Regions from separate parts of the Rattus norvegicus genome. Here region 1 is linked to region 2. Evidence: chromatin contacts called from public Hi-C data. All regions are on one chromosome and are shown on one strand. The core of a region is the stretch at or near the end of the contact, and the rest is flanking DNA. Distances in the headings are between cores, read along the strand shown.

Evidence for each region. A called contact is a pair of places that touch in the nucleus more often than the background predicts.
Region 1: a Hi-C map of kidney shows a contact between it and region 2, with 5 times the contacts expected there. The contact joins the promoter of Plxdc1 here to the promoter of Rpl23 in region 2. A contact is called at or near these places in 7 of 12 Hi-C or Micro-C datasets (the A7r5 cell line, the Rat2 cell line, Schwann cells and 3 more).

The regions. Positions count from the first base shown.
Region 1 is chr10:83,477,013-83,479,712 of GRCr8, reverse strand. Plxdc1 (plexin domain containing 1) reads left to right here and starts at 1,262. Exons shown (of 14, transcript NM_001107046.1): 1 at 1,262-1,466. The coding sequence starts at 1,388.
Region 2 is chr10:83,270,890-83,273,589 of GRCr8, reverse strand. Rpl23 (ribosomal protein L23) reads left to right here and starts at 1,406. Exons shown (of 5, transcript NM_001007599.2): 1 at 1,406-1,439; 2 at 1,883-1,966; 3 at 2,292-2,420. The coding sequence starts at 1,427. It overlaps LOC134478777 (small nucleolar RNA SNORA21), which reads left to right and starts at 1,997; the gene lies at 1,997-2,132.

The DNA of each region.
Region 1 (2,700 bases), core at 13-2,512, 210 kb before region 2:
GTGGCTTATCACGTGTCCGCTGGGTGGCGGTAGGAGGCCACAGCTGGAAGGGACAGTTTCTTAGCTCCCTCAGAGGCTGTCCTGGGAGAATTCAGGCTAGGAATTAGAAATTCAATGGTAAGGAATTAGAAATTCAATGGCCGGCTGGGTTTGGTGGTTTTACCACTGTAATCTCTTCAATAGGCTGAAACGGGAATAGTGATCATGAGTTCGAGACCAACCTGGTCCACGGCGTTACTCCTTGTCTGGAAAAATAACAACATTTCCCTTCAATTGCAGGTCTCAAAGTATTACATGATATTACATTAAGGTCTTGGGAAACCACCCTTAGGCTTTTGGACACAGAGGAGCGTGAGACTGGGATTCTGAAAGATGACAGAATCTTTTGACCTCAGTGCCAGGCCACCCACCTACTCAAACCCACACCCTACTTCTGCCCCCAACTGCACCCTTCTTCTCGGGATTCGCCCCAAGAAGCAGCCTATGCACCCTTTCTTTCCGCACTCTCCAGGTCACGGGCACCGAGGAAGCCAAGAGCCCCTCAGCCCTCTCCACTCTGTAGGCCCCAGTTCTTTGCCTTCCGACGAAGTAGGTCAGAGGCACCTTGGTGCCTTGACCTGATTCCATGCCGTCTATTAAATCTCCTAAATTGCGGGTATTTTTATTCCATCCTTGAAGAGGAAAAAAAAGGTGCCCTATTCCCAGACTCCGGCAGAGTGTGGTGGCAGTGGGCGCCACTTCTGGCTCTGGGTCTATCTTGGACTGCTCTGGCCTTCCTCGGGAGGGGGCACCCGATCTGCTTCAGAGTGGGAATGTGCCAGACTCCAGCACCTACTTGTCTGCTGGACGGGGTCGGAGGAGAGTCGGTGCTGGGGACCCGGTGTGAGGCAGTCAAGTGGGGGGGAGATGCAATTCGTGCCTCTCTTGGGGCAGAAGCTGGGGGGCTCGGCTGCGTGAGATTCCTAGTGCATGTCTGTGTGCGCGCTTGTGTACAACACCAGGAAACCACAGAAGTTCAAGGACCAGCTCAGAAAGTCGCGTGCTGTGGGGATGGGTGGTGGGAGCCAACGGCCCAAGTAGGGGCGCATCCTGGGGTCCTCCACCTCAGCCTTTTCCTTAGGTTTCTGGGACAGCCGGGTTCTCTCGGTGACCAGAGATGTCCCGGCGCGGTCCTGGGTCCTGTGGGGTGCGGCGCGGAGCTCCGGGAGGCGGGGACCCCGGCGTCGCGCCCCGCCCTCTGGGTCCTCCCGCCCGCGCTCCCCAAGGCCGCAACGCCGCGCATCGCTCGCGGTGCCCGCTTCGCTCCGGCTCCCCATTCTCCCAGCCCCGGGTCGCCTCTTCTACAGCCGCTGCCGCTGCGCCGACCCGGAGGTCGTCCGCGCCCACCATGCGGGCTCAGCTCTGGTTGCTGCAGCTGCTGCTACTCTGCGGGACCGCGCGCGCGCTCAGTCCCGCAACACCCGCAGGTAGGACGCGCGTCCAGGGCAGGTGCAGACCCGCCAGGGGTACCCGGGTGCTATCTGCAGGACGCCGGGGATAGGGAACAGGGACCCTACTTTGCCTGTGTGCGCCCAGAGGGTGCGCACTTCCTACTTCTGTCGGAAGGACAAGAAGGGATCCAGCCTGGGACCCGCGATCATTCCAGAAAGGCGTTCGCTTTTCTGTGCTCTTCCCTGCTGCCTCTCTCAGCTGCTCTAGGTGGGGTCCCAGTTGGGCTTGGAACTGCGTGGGAGCCGCCGGAGGATGGGAGACATCCTGGCACCAGCGTGGCCGTCTAACTTGCTTCCCCTACCTATTGCGTACTGGTGGAGAGGCAGGGAACCCAGGAAAAAGCAGTTTGCTACTCCCCGATCCCCCTGGGTCAAGGGTCCCCTCCTCCCTCCTGCTTGGTTCTGCTTGGCTCTCAGTTGCACTGGCTGCGCAAGGAGACAGGGGAGTGAGGGTGGAGGAGGAGCTCCCATTCCGCACACTCTTAGACCAGTTTCTCAAGCCATTTCCTCCTCTTGGAGATCCTTTCAGGGATCTACTTTGAATCCCTCATGTTATCAAGAAAGGCCGTTTTTAAATATATCATTTAGGTTCTGCACCAGGCTTTCTTGGGGAGGGAGAGCTGGGAGTAAGGGTGGATTTTGTTGTTGTTGTTGTTGTTGTTGTTGTTGTTGTTGTTTTTATTTCTAGCTCCTTAAAAGAGAATTGAATGTCCCACACTTGATCAGGGAAGAGATAGTTCATGGGGCGCTGTTGTTGGCTGTTGTGTCAGCGGCGTGCCCAACTGTGTTCTTGACTTTGATGGTCACAGTATGTAGTCCAAATGAATCTGGGTTGGGATGAGGTATACGGTGGACGATGTTGGTGGTAACCGCAGGGGGGCAGAGGACAGAGAAGTCTAGAGACTAGTATGGAACTCTCAGTGTTCAGGGAGTGCCCAACAGAAGCTAGCTGGACACTTGGCTTTTAGTTCTGCTGTCTCACTTGCTGTGTGACCTTGGGCAAGTTACTTGCCTTCTCTGGGCTTGGTTTTTGATTTATAAAAAGAGGTTATTGACAAAATCTTTGACTGTTGAAAGTGGAATTACGAAAGATTTTTTTCCCCCCTTAAGACATTCTTTCCTTCTCAAACATGTACAGGCAACTGATAATTCATTTTAAAATTGTAACTAGGAAGGGACTGAGTGGGTTAATTCCTGGTTCTTTTCAGCC
Region 2 (2,700 bases), core at 157-2,656:
CACCATGTAGTTGCTGGGAATTGAACTCAGACCCTCCGGAAGAGCAGTCAGTGCTCTTTTTTTTTTTTTTTTTTTTTTTTCGGAGCTGGGGACCGAACCCAGGGCCTTGTGCTTCCTAGGTAAGCGCTCTACCACTGAGCTAAATCCCCAGCCCCGCAGTCAGTGCTCTTAACCCACTGAGCCATCTCTCCAGTCCAGGACCATAAAATCTTGCATGCGTCGTCTGTTGGTGGCTGCAGCAGCACACATCTTCAATCCCAGCACTCAAGAGGCAGAGACAGGTGAATGTTTTGAGTTTGAGGCCAGCCTGGTCTACAGGGGTAGCTCCAGGACTGCCCCGGCTACACAAAGAAATCCTGTCCCAACAAAACAAACAAAAATCTTGCATATGTTAGGCATGTACTCCACCACCGAGACATCCCTTCCCCTTTTTCCTATTTGGTATTTTCAGATAGGGTCTCTACGTGGTTCAGGGTGGGCTTGAACTTGGGATAGCATCTGAATAGGTGAGATGACAAACCGGCACCTCCAGGCACTAATGTTTCTATTCCAATCTGCCTCATCACCTTTCCACATCTTACTGTCCTTTCTTCATAATACTTTGTCCCATTTAACAAACTATATACTGGAACTCTCACAATTGTCCCTATTATTCAGTATCTATTACCAACGTCTACCCTGGCAGACTAAAATCCATAAAGGCAAGAATAATGCTCTATTTTATTCCTTCGTGTAATCTGGACGGAATCTGGCCTAAAGTAGGTATTCAATACACTTTAGAATGAATGTATCAACAGAAGGTAAGAGGTCAGGAAAATAGGGAGAGGTTGAGGTAGTAAAATAAATTAAAACATGCCCATCCTGATTATACTATACATGAACACAAACTATACTATATTTAGGCTTTACGAAACTTTACATATCTTTAAGAAGCAATAGAGTCAATCAATCGTTCACTGATAGCTGTGGGGTAAGCTTGAGAATAATTAATAACAAGAGACCGAGTGGTTGTCTGACCGACTGTGTGAATGTCACAAAGTATTGTTAATCCTCATAACAAGAGAATGCTATGGTACCGAGCACACAGATGGACTCATCTGTAGCGTTCCACTTAAACGTTCGGTAGCCAAATGAAACCATTCTGAGCTTGATCTCGCCCCATCTCTGTCTGTTCTTTGGGAACTCTTACAGAACAATTTATTTTTACTTATGACCCAAAATTACTCGCCCCTACATAACTCAACGGCAGCTTTCACATCCAGAGCAGTCGCAAAGAGGCACAGGGCTTTACGTCATATACCTGCGACCAGGGGAGGGAGGCGGGTCAGAGGAGGTCCGGTCACATGGCTGACTGGGCGTGGCCTCCAGTTCATATCCCAGTGTCCCTTGTACTAACTTCCTTTCTGACTCTTTCCGGACGCTCAAGATGTCGAAGCGAGGTGAGGATTTTGGGTTTGGGGATCCGCTGGCATCCGCCGCGTAGGCCGGTCGGCCCGTTCCTTGGCGACGGCTCCCGGCTGCGGTGATATTTTGTAGTCTCCGGGCCGGAGAAGGAGAAGATGGGGCATCACAGAGGCCCAGGGAGAGCTCCGAAAGGGGAGGGCGGCGGAGTTGGCGTTGAGCGGGTAGGAGCGGAGCGTGGGGCCGAACGGAGACGGTGGGGTTGGCCTGCCTTTGACCGGATTGGACGGTCTTTGCGGTTTCCCGACTTGTATAGATAAAGTTTTGTAAAAGTGCACTCGACCAGTCTCCTTAACCTCCACAGGAGGATGGTAACTTAAGGGACGGCCAGGTTCTGTGACAAGGGGACGGTAGTCGGGGACAGGCTAGTCTCCACCAAAGCTTGTGCAGTGGCCCCCTTACTCTGTTTCTCTCCCTGCAGGACGTGGTGGGTCCTCCGGAGCGAAATTCCGGATTTCCCTGGGTCTTCCGGTAGGAGCTGTGATCAACTGTGCTGACAACACAGGTGAGGCCTGTGGCTGCGTGCTGTCACGGTCCCCTTTTAAAAGCACTCAGTGGGCCTTTTGCTGATGACCCACTGAGCCGTCAAGAAGGGGCAGAGTGAAAACACCGCTTTTGGGTGAAGTGGCAACATGCTGTGTTGTTTAACTTCAATCGGTGTTGTGACAAGATGCTTCTGGGTTTGGGACGCATTTAAGAAAACGCTTGTTTTGGTTGGTTGGTTTGTGATTCTGCCGAGATGAGTTTCTTGGTCTATAGCCCAGGCTGACCCCCAGATTGGGAATACTTGCCGTCACATGCAAAATGTATTTTCTTGTTATTTTCTGTAGGAGCCAAAAACCTGTATATCATCTCTGTGAAGGGAATCAAGGGACGGCTGAACAGACTTCCTGCTGCTGGTGTGGGCGACATGGTGATGGCCACAGTTAAGAAAGGCAAACCAGAACTAAGGAAAAAGGGTGAGTAGGTGCCTTATGTATGTAGTGGTGGAAGAGTGAAGTTCTCCAGGTATTAGGAAAAGGGATGTTAACTCCGTGGCTATCAAGACCCCTAGATTACACCGTTGGGAGGCTGTGAGATCAATACTTCTGCTCCTGTTTGAGACGAGACTTGACTTGGGCTTGCAGGCACAGCCGCATGCCTGACTGTTGTGGTTTATGGGGCAGCTTGTTTCTCTGTTTAGGGTCTTTTCAGGTCTCTTGACACTCGCCTGCCTAAGTTTTCCCTTCAGTAGTAGAC